Linked DNA regions of Arachis hypogaea: region 1 is linked to region 2. A link is a contact called in public Hi-C data. All regions are on one chromosome and are shown on one strand. The core of a region is the stretch at or near the end of the contact, and the rest is flanking DNA. Distances in the headings are between cores, read along the strand shown. Region 1 holds the start of LOC112802282 (nudix hydrolase 8). Region 2 has its middle 9.4 kb from the start of LOC112711601.

Region 1 (7,030 bases), core at 288-2,787, 210 kb before region 2:
AAATCACCTTGATAGAAACTGGAACAAGGTCAGATTTCTCAATAGGCAACTTAAGCCAAATCCCCTTCTTTCCCTGCAAATCCTCATAAGTCAGGTGTGGTTTGTGAAGAGCATGATGCTAAAGTGAGATTTTCCATGGTAACTACTTTTCTAATCAGATATAGCAAACTCTGACACCAAAAATCAGTGAATATTTTAGTACTTGTTGGTCCATCTACTTATTTTAAGACCATGAGATATGTTTACTTATTTTACAAGTTTAAGAAGAATCTCCACCCTAGGATTTGAACTCACACCCTATTCCAAAGTGGTGTTTGCGAGTTTTGTTGTTCCAGAAAATGGAAGAAAGGGACAGGTTTGAAGAATAAAGCAAAGTCATTTTACTCTTCAGACCTTTCCCTCTGAAACTCTAACTCGCAAATACACCCTAAAGTTCTAGGTTGCTTGTCTCCTCAACTTGCATACAGTTCTTGTAACTGAGGATCAGAAATTGAGCAGAGGATTTACCATCTTTTTCCAATGTGAAAGAGACAAATTCAGGGCACGAGCGAAAACAGACGGATTGGTTGGCAACCTATCTGGATCAATGACAACTCCACCATACTCATCATCATAGGCTTCAAGTACTTTCAAATTTCTTGTGAAAAGGCTCCAAGTTGAACCGTTTAATCCATTAGAACTGTGAAAACTTGTTTCTGCTGCAACATTATTTGCACCACCAGCTAAGCTTATGATAGCTTTATTTGCCAAGTAATGGTTCTCAGGACCACCATAAGCCCTAATAATTATCCCTGAAATCCAAGATGAGAGAACACAGTTATTAAACCCAAGAAAATAATAATAACTTCTTCGGGTTTTTTTTTTTTTTTAATTCGGTATTTGGTAACATCTTTTATAGTTAGGCAGTAAAAAAAAAAACAAAAGAAAGGGCACACACATTATTTAGCAAAAAATTAAGAACAAATCAAATAGCATTTCATCAGTAGAAGAAAAGCTCACACTACTATTCAATGAAGAAAAACAATGAAAATGCAGTAAGAAAAAAGAGTTTGGGGTTACCTCTTGGAGACTCGGAAAGTCTAACACCAAATTTGTGCCTAAAAGCATTGTAAGAATAGGAAGACGATCTTGCAAGAAGAGCAACCTCAGAAGAGGACAGGGAATTGGAAGAGAAGGATTTGAGGTCCATCAAAATCACTCACTTCACTTGTAGCCACAGTTTCAGTGTCCAATGAAATCAAGTTTGCAAATGCGTAGTACACACATATAGTAGTTGACTATTCACAGAAATCTAGGATTCAATTGCACATATCGAGGACAGATTCATAGGAATAATCTATAAGGTTTTCTACAACAATAATTGATTATGAGAAGCAACAAGCGAAAGCAGATAAATGGTGTGACATTTGGACAAGTTATGCATCTATATTGAATCCAAGTCTTGGCGCAACTCTTTTGGAACTGGTGGTCGAAATCAAACCGTTGTGTTACGCATCACATCACTAAAATAGAAGGTGCTTTGTCGTCTTTCTACTTTGGTTTGATACATGCGTGATTACATTTAAAACGATAATTGACTAAAAGTATTAGTTAATTTTTTTAAATTAATTTTTATTTGAATTTTAAATTTTAAATTCTAATTTTAAAAAAAATAAAGATAAAAAATAAGGATTATTTTACTTGAATGAAATTTAATAAAAAATTATTTAATTATGCATTTTTCTAAACGGAATTCGTTACATTTTTTTAACATGTAAATTGCGGTTTTAAACAATTATTTAAGAATTTAATTATGTAATTTTTTTTCACATATTTATTGGAGTCGGATTTGTCTCATGGTAAACCCATCGGGTATATATAATTTAAAAATATTATTTAAAAAATAAATTAATTCATATTAAAAGATTTACACGCCGATAAATTTAACAGTAATAATGAATTTTAATTTTTTATTATTATTTAAATAGGCTATATAGAACACTGTTATAACCTGATATATAATAATAAATATGTCAAGAATTAATATTCAAATTCGAATTGATAAAAATAAAATATTATTTTTAATCAAAATAGTTAACTATAATATGACATAACAAAGAGATAAATGATAATTGTTGTTAAACAAATCAAAAGAAAATCCTAATTATTATGGGTCTTGATAATCGTCGTCGTTGTCATCGTCTCCCTGATCCTGCTGTGTCGGCAATCTAGGTTATGGTCTTTTGTTGTTACTATGCCATATCATTTGAGGGGTCGAACTCATAGAGGCATACAATCTTTTTAACTTAGAGATTAAGAACAAGTAGTACATCCTTTTGACTAGAATTTTTTGTAATCTCCATTTACTAATCCTTTATCTTTCTTTCTGCCTGATATATCAGTGTATCGTGAAAAATTTGCAAGCAATAAAGTTTACATCTCTCTTGTAATACAACATGCAACCATTCATGTATCAATCAATTTTCATCAAATTTAGATTTAGTTTCGAAACTAGCTTCTTTATCTCATAATGACTTCGAGGTATGCTCGTAGTTCTGACCGGTACTAATTCATTACAAAGAGTGGCCTACTTATTAAACGACTCTTGGATGCAAGGTTAACAAACTCGCGAGTCTAAGTAAACACGTGGAACTAACCTAGATTCTACTCGTAGACTCGACTTATAAATTCGTATGAATTTACATGTTATAAAATTCTTTTAAAATATAAATATATATCATATATAATATATATTTTTTTTCTTAAATTTAGTCATTAAAATTAACAATTTCAACTATAAAACACATACTAAATTAAAATAGAAGTACAAATTATAATAAATAGTAATTCAAATCCTTCACAACTATACAATAAGTACAACATAGAAATAGGAGAAATACTAGCAATTGATAATGCTGTCTTGAACCAACATTCTCAATCATTCTATCCCTGCATAAACAAAATCAAATAATCCAATTACTAATACTAGCATTTAATACTACAATAAATTATAAATTGTAATACTTATAAAATCTAAATCTCCAAATCTTCAATAGCTTAACCCAATAAAGCTAAAAGTAATAATATTTTAAAAAAAAATACCTGTAACAAACTTTCTAATGCTTCACCAACTTGTATACTTACTAGCTAGTGGCAGCTGCTACAAATTAGAAGCTTGAATATAGCGACCGAACAACACAGTTAAAGAAAATGATGGTCAAGCAGTCAGTTGCGATAGAGAATGGAGGCAGTTGGGCAGAGCAGAGCTTGGAGGCGTGAAGCAAAGCAAATTAGAGATACAAAGAGGCAGAGATAAAGGTGCGAACACAGCAGAGGTAGGAAAAGTAGGAGAATAGCGGAGAAGTGAGAACAGCAGGAAGCAAATGCGTGAGGCAAAACACAACATAGAGCAAAAGAAAAAGAGAGGGAAAATGCCCACACCGGATATGGACCGAACTGTCTCACGACGTTCTGAACCCAGCTCATGTACCGCTTTAATGGACGAACAGCCCAATCCTTGGAACATACTACAGCCCCAGGTGGTGAAGAGCAGACATCGAGGTGCCAAACCATCCTGTCGATATGAACTAACTCTTGGGGAAGATCAGCCTATTATCCCTAGAGTAACTTTTATCCGTTGAGCGACGACCCTTCCACTCGGCACCGTCGGATCACTAAGGCCGACTTTCATCCCTGCTCTCAACGGGTGGGTCTTGCAGTCAAGCTCCCTTATGCCTTTGCACTTGAGGGCCAATCTCCGTCTGGCCCGAGGAAACCTTTGCACGCCTCCGTTACCTTTTGGGAGGCATACACCCCATAGAAACTATCTACCTGAGACTGTCCCTTGGCCCGTAGGTCCTGGCACAAGGTTAGAATTCTAGCTCTTCCATAGTGGTATCTCATTGATGGCTCGGGCCCCCCTAGAAGGAGGCCTTTTTCGCCTTCCACCTAAGCTGCGCAGGAAAAGCCCAAAGCCAATCCCAGGGAACAGTGAAGCTTCATAGGGTCTTTCTGTCCAGGTGGAGGTAGTCCGCATCTTCACAGACATGTCTATTTCACCGAGCCTCTCTCCGAGACAGTGCCCAGATCGTTACGCCTTTCGTGCGGGTCGGAACTTACCCGACAAAGAATTTCGCTACCTTAGGACCGTTATAGTTATGGCCGCCGTTCACCGGGGCTTTGGTCGCCGGCTCCCCTATCATCAGGTCACCAACTTCCTTGACCTTCCAGCACTGGGCAGGCGTGTAGAACAATGCTAGGAGAAGCAGGTGAACAAAAATAGCATGTCAGACAGTAGCACGAGGGTGAACGGCAGACGACAGAAGAACATAGAGAGCATGAGATTTGTGACTAAAGAGACTTAGAAACAGTGCAGAGAGTGAGAGGGGAAAGGGGTGAGTGTTCTGGACAAAAACCCTAATGAAAAAACGCTTTTCTCTCTTTTTTGGGGCTAAATGATGTCATTTTTAGCCAAAACTGGGCAACAATTCAAACTCGTTAACTCGCACCTCGGCTTGCGAGTTTAGGTTTAGTTTAGTTAAGACCGAGTTTATGTTCGAGTTAACTTGATTCCACTACCTACGAGTTTACAAGTTAACTCACAAGTTTGACAACAATGCTTGGTGTGATCTGACGTAGACTTAATACTCATCATTCTAATACAGACACACAATTTTGAGTGAATATACCCCTCAAACAGTGGTTGTGCAGTAGATTCTAACAAATCATAAAATCTCTTTGTTTCTACCTCTTCTATGTTCACTTCTCTAACCAAGTTCACCCTCCTTGACTGGCCCTCAAACTTATTGGCAATCAGTGCAGACCAATTGATTTTCTTCTTATCAACTTCTCCGTTTTCAGTTTACACCCAATACCCATCCTTGAACTCGTTACGATAAAAGTGAAGAATTATATTTGAAGCTCCTAACTATTTAGTTAGTTGACACTTATAGCATGGACATCTAGATACCCTTTGAGACTTAAAAGGTTTTATGTTAAACACATATGCAACAAATTAATCAACACCCTTAAAGAACTCAGGTTTTAATCCCCCCGTTTACTGTTATCCTTATCATACATTCATAAAATGATGACTCAAAATTATTTTATCACAAACAACCTAAAATTCAACCAAGAATACCACTTAAATTATTAATTTAAAAAAAATTGGTAGAATTTTAGCTATAATTAGACACATCCATCAAATATAACTTTCAATTTTTACAAACCAAACAAATTCAACAACATATACATAATTCAACAAATGTCTTTAAACAATGTTAATCAAAAATTAGTAGAATATTTTCTTAATTCAGAGTACTCTACCAAATTTAAAAATCTCAATTTTCAAAAAGTAAATAATTGCAAGCATAAATAAAACAAAGATGCATTCAAACAAATATCAAATTCTAGAATGCATTCCCTTATTATTCCATAATTTTTTGGCAAACAAAGATTTTAAGAAGGTACCATTAAACAACATTCTCTCACTTTCATCCTAAAACTCTATCGTAAAAAAATTAAGTCCAATATAGATGGAGAACTAATTTGAGTACTATACAAATAAACCCACAAAATTAAATGTAACTGCATGAACAACCCATAATTAAAACTACACCAAAAAAAATCCTTAAAAAAATTTAAGTTAATAACTTCACTAAATTATACAAAGTAACATTTAACCTAGCTAAATAATCCTAATTACCTTAAATCTTATTATAACCCCATAAAATAACACAATCTAAAATAACTAAATTTTTATTAAATGAAAAAAAAATCATAACTCTAATAACTATGTAAAAGTTCAAAAGATAAATATACATAAAAATTATTTTAAATTTTGATTAAAATAAATATATTGAAAATAAATAATGCTAATTATCTTAAATTTATTAAAACTCTTAAAATAACATATTCTAAAGTAAATAAAATTTTATCAGATGAAACGAAATATAATTGCAATGTAATTAAAATAAGAGAATACACACACATTTAAAAATAATTTTGATTAATTCCATTGAAGAAATAAATTAATTAAATTTGTAGAAATACATATATAAAAATAACAATGATGCAGTGGTAGTAGTTCAAGCATGGTGATGGTGATGGAACAGGGTGCGGCGGTAGCGGGTCCGGTGACTAATAAGGGTTAGGATTTTCAATAAATAATATAAAATAGAAAAATAAAAATTCAATGCTCACGTGCGCGCACAGAGAGAGATACAACATTGACCGAATCTACTCACGATAACACCTATGACGGTGGTGAATGTTGGAACGGCACACAGAGAGAGAGTGTTTTAAAGAATAGCGACAAGGGGTTCACTAAGAACCTTAAGTATTTAAATTACCATCGGATTTTATTCAGATGGAAAAATCCGATAATAATGCTGGTTTCATCAAATGAAATGGTGCATTCTATAAAAATGGATTATCGTTGCAAATTACTATTGTAAAATCCAATGCTAAAGGTACGCCAATCTAAATATAGGGCAATTTACGATATTAAATTGTTTCACCCTCAATATTACATAAATGCATTGTTTCCAAATCCAATACGCAAATACATTGATTCACATATCTATATAAACCGCTACTGGCAGTAACGGTTTACAAATGTGCATAAACCGCTACAACCAGCCGTGGTTTACGTGTTAAAAAGGTAATACATAAACCGCTACAAGTAACAGCGATTTACGTGTGTGCGTGTGTGAGGGTAAACCGTTGCTGGCAGCAGCGGTTTACATGTGTGCGTGTGTGAGTGTAAACCGCTATAGGCTATAGCGGTTTACGTATAGTGTGTTGTTATCCAAACAATATTTATTTTATTAAAATTAATTTTAATATAAAATGATCAAATATGAGTTAATTTTAACTCTTATTAATAAATTAAATTAAAAATAATATATAAAAATGGACATATTTATTAAATTTTAATAACATAAATATTTAACAACTTTTTAAATACTTTTTAATAATATATTTATTAAATACTCTTTTTATAAAGTATTTAAATATTCTTTTTATAAAATATTTAAAGTATATAAAAATG
Region 2 (7,675 bases), core at 4,006-6,505:
CGTTGACGTTAGGATTTTTGCTAATAAAGAATTTTATAAAAATAGTCGCGTTGTAGATATAGTTTCTAAACCAACAAAAATCCTTTCGTGCAAACGTTTTGGTTGTCACAAGTAACAAACCCCTTTAAAATTGATAACCAAGTATTTAAACCTCGGGTCGTCTTCTTAAGGAATTGCAAGGAGGTATGTTCTTATTATTGGTTATGAAAAAGTGTGTTTTGGGGTTTTGGATTAAGGTAAAAGGTTAGTTGAATGACAAGTAAAATAAAATAATAATAACTGTAAAATAAACCTTTGGCAAGGTATAAGAACTGGAAGTCTTATCCTAGAACTAAGAGAAGTCCTAAATCCTAATCCTAAGAGAGAGGAGAGAACCTCTCTCACTAGAAACTACATCTAAAACTAAAATTATGAATTATCAGAGCATGATCATGAATGGATGCATTCCCCCACTTTATAGCCTCTAATATGTATTCTCTGGGCCGAAAACTGGGTCAGAAATAGCCCATAAGTCATTTCCAGCGCTTTCTGGTCCGTACAGGTCACGGCCAAGTGACGCGGAGGCGTCGCTCACGCGACCGCACGGGTTGAAGTTCGCAGATGCGACGCGTCCACGTGAATCACGCGTTCGCATCACCTAGCGTCAGGGCAACTATGGCATATTATATATCAAATCTAAGCCCCGGACGTTAGCTTTCCAACGCAACTGGAACCGCGTCGTTTGGACCTCTGTAGCTAAAGTTATAGCCGTTTGAGTGCGAAGAGGTCAGGCTGGACAGCTTAGCAGTTTCTCCAACTTATTGTATTCCTTCCATTTTTGGATTCTTCCTTTCTATCCTCTGAGCCGTTCCTGCCCTATAATATCTGAAAACACTTAACACACATATCAAGGCATCTAATGGTAATAAGAGAGGATTAATAATAAGCAAATATAAGATCAAAGAAGCATGTTTTCAATTATAGCACAAAATCAGGAAGGAAAATGTAAAACATGCGAATTGTATGAATAAGTGAGTAAAGAGTTGATAAAAACCACTCAATTGAGCATAAGATAAACCATAAAATAGTGGTTTATCAATCGTCTCTTCATCTTCTTCAGCATCCTCCTCCAATTTTTTCTTCTTCCCCAATAAACACCTCTTCATTTTCATTCATCGCCGCCTCTACCTTCCTCTTCCTTCTTCCTCCGACCAACCTCCGGCTCTGGCTTACTATAACAGTGCCGCCCTCCTCCTTCCTTTTTCTTCTCTTTCTTCTAACCAAAGATGCTTATTTGAGACTCAACTCCTTCTTCTCAAGACTCAACCCTTTTTCATTTTTCTTTTTTTTTCTCGATCCAGTGGTTGTGATGCTACTATGGCTGTTGAGCTCATAATGGGTGATTATAGAAACGACAACAGCAGCAGCGGCTTCGCCACTTCCAAGGCTGAAGAGAATGCCGTCCAAGAAGTGGCATCTCTCTCAAACTCAACCCCAACACTTTAGCGCTTCTTCTTCTTCTTCTTCTTTTTCTTCTTCTTTTTCTTATTCTTTGTCAATCAAGACAGTTTCACACATGTCCAGTAAGGGGTTTTTAGCAAAAATAGTAGCAGCAAAACAAACAAAATCCCATTGATTCTTCACTCAAAATATTTGTATTTTCATTACCATTATCATCCAAGAAAATTGACACCTTGATAGCGTGGTTCAACTCACGTTCAATCTCTTGATCCGCTCCAAAAAAATCAGATTTTCGTTGTCAACTTGCCCCTATTTCCAATTTTCATAAGCATCTTGCCTAAAATATTTGATGTATCTTTCTTAGCTGTCTTATTTGAAGTCTCCTCAGTAAAATAAATAAGAAAAAAAGATATTATGATTTTTTGAAAATGATGATAATTTAGAAAAAGAGATGAGAGTTTCAGAGAAAGGGGATTAGGATTTTTTAAAAATTAAAATTGGGATATTGTTAAAATTATAAAAGTTAAAAGTGATAAATTTTGTAATTATGAAAATTGTTAACTAACATGTCATCCTTAAACTTTAACTCCAGGTAGTTCAATTGAAGGTTGGTCATTTTTGTTAAATTTTAAAATCTTTCGAGAATCATTTTATCAATAACAAAGATCAAGTACCATTTTGTCAACGTTAAAATCTTTTGGGTACCAATTTGGTATTTACCTCTTTATTTATTTATTTATTTTCAAATATACAGATCTGCGGATCAGATCAGTGGATACCTACCTGAAATCCGCTATCCGATCCTATTAGTATGTGGAATAAATCTGATCCAATGGCTTTGCAGATAAGATTTTATCCGCAATTTTTGGATCGAATCCAAATAAAAAGTTGCGGTTTGGATCGGATCCAAATAAAAGACCGCAGATTTGCACATAAGATTCGATCCATGTGCAATCCTAATTTGTGCTAATATGTTCAACACTTAAATATTTTGAACTCTTTTATTTAACAATTTAAAAATATTAAACTACTAGCACATTCAAATAACTTAAGCGGTCTTTCAAATTTATTTATATAATTTGTGACAACTGTTTGTAATCACTTAATTGAATATTTTCAAAGGGTATTTTATAATCAAGTATTTTAGTAGAATGAGTAATAACTAATAAGTGTCTCAACACCTACCTTTTCAAGGGAGATCCTCCAATTAACTTATGAATTTTCCTGCAATTGAGCTAAATTGCCTTGACATCAAACAATATTAGAATCTGAATACCCAATGATTTTTAATTATATTTTCTGACTTTATATATGTGGACGTGTAATGTTTTATTCTAATAAAATTTGTTTGAATACTATTTGATGATTCATTCTTTACTTGTTTAAATATCTGCCAAAAATATTAATAATATATATAATAATTATAAGAATATAAATTTAGTATCTATCAAACTACTATTGAAACATAAAAAATTTTGTGCACTTAAATTTTATAACTTTATTAAAGCGAGACTATATTTATTCTATTAAAGTTGAGTATATAACCTTATTTCCAATATTACATGCCATATTCTTTTAAGATCTTATGATGTAACTCTTTTGTGATATTCAGAAAGTACTTCGAAAATAATCTCAATATATCTTAATCCTTATACAAAAAAGCTATGCTACTGACACAAGGTTAGTTAAAATATGTTTGCTCCTATTGAACTGACATACAAACATTAATCACATTTATCTCAATACCATATAAGATAATAATTTAATGAATATAAAATATTAATCATAAAAAAATTTCTTGAGTCTATACATAAAATTTTTTAAGTTGCAGTCTATATACTTATTTTTTATCTTGTAATACAATTTTTTGCTTATCAATTTTCTTATCAACATTATCGTTGAGAAATAAATTCTTATATTCATCTACAGTAAGTCAAAATCAAAATATGTTACCAATATCATTATGATCCTAAATAAATTTTTTTCATAAAATTAAAAATGTCTTTTTCGTCAAAATAGTAATAAAACCAATAACTGCTAGTAGTGTGAGAATGACCCTAACGCAATCAGACTATGATTTTTTTTTTTATCAAAACACAACTTGATTATTGGAAGAGCAAGAGTAATTTTAAGACAAAATTAGAGTATAATTTTTCTACAAAGCACTAAACAACTAACTTGGAGTGTAAATGATTCTAACATAAATTATATATCTTTTTTCTTGTCAAAATACTCATAAATCACTTTTTGAAAGAGCAAGAGTAATCATAACATGATATTAGAATATGTTTAATTTTTTTGTCAAAGCACTACTCTCCCATTAATTGATGATGCAAGAACAATTTTAACATATAATTAGAGTCTTATTTTTTTTTAATCTAAACACTACTAGTGACTAATAACTAGTACAATAATAGTGAGACTGATAATAAATTAGAATTTAACTTTTTTGTCAAAACACCTTTTGGGTACTAATCGGCAGAACAAGAATGATCCTAACATGAAATCAGAGTATGATTTTTTGTATATCAAGCCGCAAATCAACAAATGATTGACCGTGTAAAAATGACTAACTTAAATTTGAAGTTTGGATTTTTTTTAATCAAAATATTAATCCACCAATGGCTGGCTTATCAAGAATAACTCTAACATAATATTAGAGTTACACGTTTTTTTCAAATTATTATTATTATTATTATTATTATTATTATTATTATTATTATTATTATTATTATTATTATTATTATTATTAATAATAATAAGATAACTACTTTCAATATCAGAAATATAGATATGAGAAATACTAAAAAAATAATAGAATTTATTATTTTTGGCCAGTAATTAACCAACAATGTTTAAAAGTATGAGCTAAAAATATATCATAATTTTTTTTATTTTTTTAAACATTTGTGATCATGTATACCACTCAGAACAGAAATAGAAAAGCATAGCAGAAATTGAACTGATGACTAAAAATATTAGCCAAAAATAATAAATTCTGCTAAGTCTTGAGTTTTTTTGTGTTTTTTCTATAGATATATTATGACATGATATAATATTTGGAAAATAAAAATAGCATATTATTTATTATTTAAACTAATTAAAGGCTACGCTTATATTTGATGAAAAATGGTAAAAACAAATGTTTTCGCTTCAAAGTAAGGTAATACATGTAATGTAGCAAGGCAAACAAAAATATAAATGATTTTCTTACATGAATTGATCTTGATTATATATTATGGGATTAGTAAAATAGTAATATATGTTCTAAAAATATATTTTAAAATTGTTAGTTTAAAAACTTATTCAAAAATTATAAAATATAAGTTTAGAAAAAATTATTATACATTCATTTAAAAAATTTAAAATTTTTATTAATAATAATTTTCATATATATATATATATATATATATATATATATATATATAGATATTTATAAAACATATATTAGTTAAATTCATAAATATTATTGCAGCCTTGGTTTAAATTCGTGTTTGTAACTGTGAGTATTTTTTGAGACAAACAAATTGATGCTTGTATTTTTATTTATATTCTTTTCATAGTTTTGGGTGCCGGGTTACTAAACCTTCAATAAGCTTGTTATTATGGTAAAAACTTAAAATACAGTCCTACAATCTATATCTTTCATTTTGATCCCAATCTAATCAAGAGTTCATATTGAAGTTAATCAATTGGACAAAATATTCTCCAACTTTTTATGTCCACAAATTTTTTTTTTTAAAGACGGCTTGGGCTGTCCACTGTCCTAGATATTACATCAAAAGCTCAACAGATTCGCCCACATGCACACACAACTATATAGGTTTTTATGTTCTACTTGCATACATTAAACTCATGTTTTTTTTTTTTTGGACATTAAACTCATGTTTCAAACCCGAATGCAACTGCATCGAAGCCAATAAATCTATCATTTGTACCAAACCTCGTGTGAAGGTCTACAATACAACTGGCTAAATATGTATAAGTTTTTAAACCTACCATTTTTGTGGCCCAAAAGTTGGATACTATAATCCAACATGTCATCATATTAAAAATAATTTTCAACTAACTTATATTAGTCGAGTGGTCAGTTTCCGTTTTAATAAGTATTAGAGTTCAAATCTCACCTTGTATATATAACAACTCATTGGCAAGCAGCAGATCTTATATAGAACTTAGATTCGCGACATATTAGTAATTGAACTGTCAAGTTGAAAGGTACTATAAACAATCAAAAAAAATTTTCATAAAAATTTTCATCATTCCATTATAGCTAAACATTCTGTTAATCAACTAATTAAAACAACTCCACACCACTTAGGGTAAAAACAGTAATTCTATTTACGAATATCCAACCTAACCCGATCCCAACGCAGTCAGGTTGAACACGAGCAAGTTTACTTGCGTGTCGGATAAGGTGTGGGTTGAGACTCAACCCTATCCGACCAATCCGCACCTATATATATATATGGTGAATTCTAGTATGACTATATTATGGTGGGTATGCAAGTGTTGTTAAAATTAAAGTCATATTTTTTTTTAAATTTTGGTAACACTTTTTTTTAAGTAACACTTTTTAAAATATTGTTTAACAACAAAAAAAATGTTACTTTAATTTTAGCCACACTTTTTAAAACACTATAGTCATGGTAGTCACCATAACATAATCATACTAGAATGACCATATATATATATATAGCTCTGATACTAGAATGTCTTTCATCTGCTCCCTCTCACGATGTCTCACTATTACGGATTCTAGCTCCTAAAACTCCAATACGAAATCCAACCCTCTTATTGAGAAAATGACTTAATTTGAGAAACTCTCTCCAAAATATAATATCTTCAAAGAAGAAGTCTACTTCGAAGATATTAATCAAGTTATAGACAACTGGGAGATACTAAATATCCCCTAGGATGAGCTATATATTCCAGAAGAAACTAAACGAACCACCAAATTAGATTACATAATTAAGATTGCCGAAAAATAATATTCCTTTAGAACTAGAATCACGTGAGAAATTCCATCTCCTAAACAAAAAATTCACACAAAAACATACTCGAAGGTATAAATACCTTCACATAGGAGGTGTCCAAGTGATAATCGAATTATTCATCATCAAAGAATGTTTAAACGCTTCTATACTCATGTGTTTAAGAGATATTAGACATAACAACTTCCATGACTCTCTTATAGGGATAGTTGAAACCATCTTAGGACATGGTCCGATATACTTAAATTATTTTCAAACAAAAGTGTGAGTTTCTTAGATAGAAATATCTTGGATTCTTTATTTCTCAATATCCGACTTCACGGTCTAGACATGAAAGAAGGGTTTGTACCTATTGCCTTAATCTATAGATTTAGTATAAAGTCATGAACACTTGTAATTCTAGAGTCCTATTAAAAACAAGTGATAGGAAAACAACTTTGTTTGTTACAGATATAACAAAAGCAAATGTCACCATACTACAACTTATCAAATGAGATGAAATTAATCTCCTTGAATCTTGAGCTATAGACAGAGACATACCCACTCTACCTTGACAAGCGTCCCAATTCCAAGAGATTAAATAAAATGAAATTGGTCAAGTTAAAATCTTTGATGGAAGAAATTCATTCTCTTCGAGGTCAGAAGCAGGTTCTACCTTCATATCTGACTTCGCCTTGGCCAGATGATTTTTTTTGTCTCTTGTCAATCTTTTTTTTAGAAACCCAAAAATTAGAACTACCAACTCTAAAATCAATTTATAGAATTGCAAACTAATTCAAACATTCTCAGACCTATTTACCAAAAAGAAGAAGATATAGACCAACAGTCTATCAAATTCCCAACCTATTCTTCTTTGAATGATGATGTCAATGTTAACTAAAGAATTTGCGATCAATGAAGAAGCCTTACGTAAAAGTATTTATTCTGAAGAATGGAAACTTCAGAAAAAATGTTACTTACGGACTTTTAAGGCACCACAAATCTTAGATTTTAGGAAAAAAGATTATAACTTTCCCCAACATGTTAAAAAGCATATTCTGTTCTTTAAATGGTTTCATGCATATAATATCAAAAATAACATTGAGTATCCTTTCAAAGCTAACATGAGCACTACACCATCTACGAATTTCATAACAACCTGGCAAGTAAAAGATGAAAAATTAGTTAAATCTGAATTTTCTCCAATAGGACAATTTATCCTTAAAAACGATGCGAAACATATCCCAATTATGGCTTTGTCT

What was found. A called contact is a pair of places that touch in the nucleus more often than the background predicts.
Region 1: a Hi-C map of leaf shows a contact between it and region 2, with 3 times the contacts expected there. The contact joins the promoter of LOC112802282 here to the enhancer-like site in region 2. A contact is called at or near these places in 3 of 8 Hi-C or Micro-C datasets (all in leaf).

The regions. Positions count from the first base shown.
Region 1 is chr1:37,293,291-37,300,320 of arahy.Tifrunner.gnm2.J5K5, reverse strand. It overlaps LOC112802282 (nudix hydrolase 8), which reads right to left and starts at 1,537. Exons shown (of 9, transcript XM_025845406.3): 1 at 1,060-1,537; 2 at 508-791; 3 at 8-73. The coding sequence starts at 1,189. It also overlaps the pseudogene LOC140181856.
Region 2 is chr1:37,086,866-37,094,540 of arahy.Tifrunner.gnm2.J5K5, reverse strand. No RefSeq gene overlaps it. Among protein-coding and RNA genes, the nearest start is that of LOC112711601, 9.4 kb to the left of the region's middle. Within about 2 kb of position 5,255, at least 3 of the 3 cell types and tissues checked have open chromatin away from gene starts, as enhancers often do.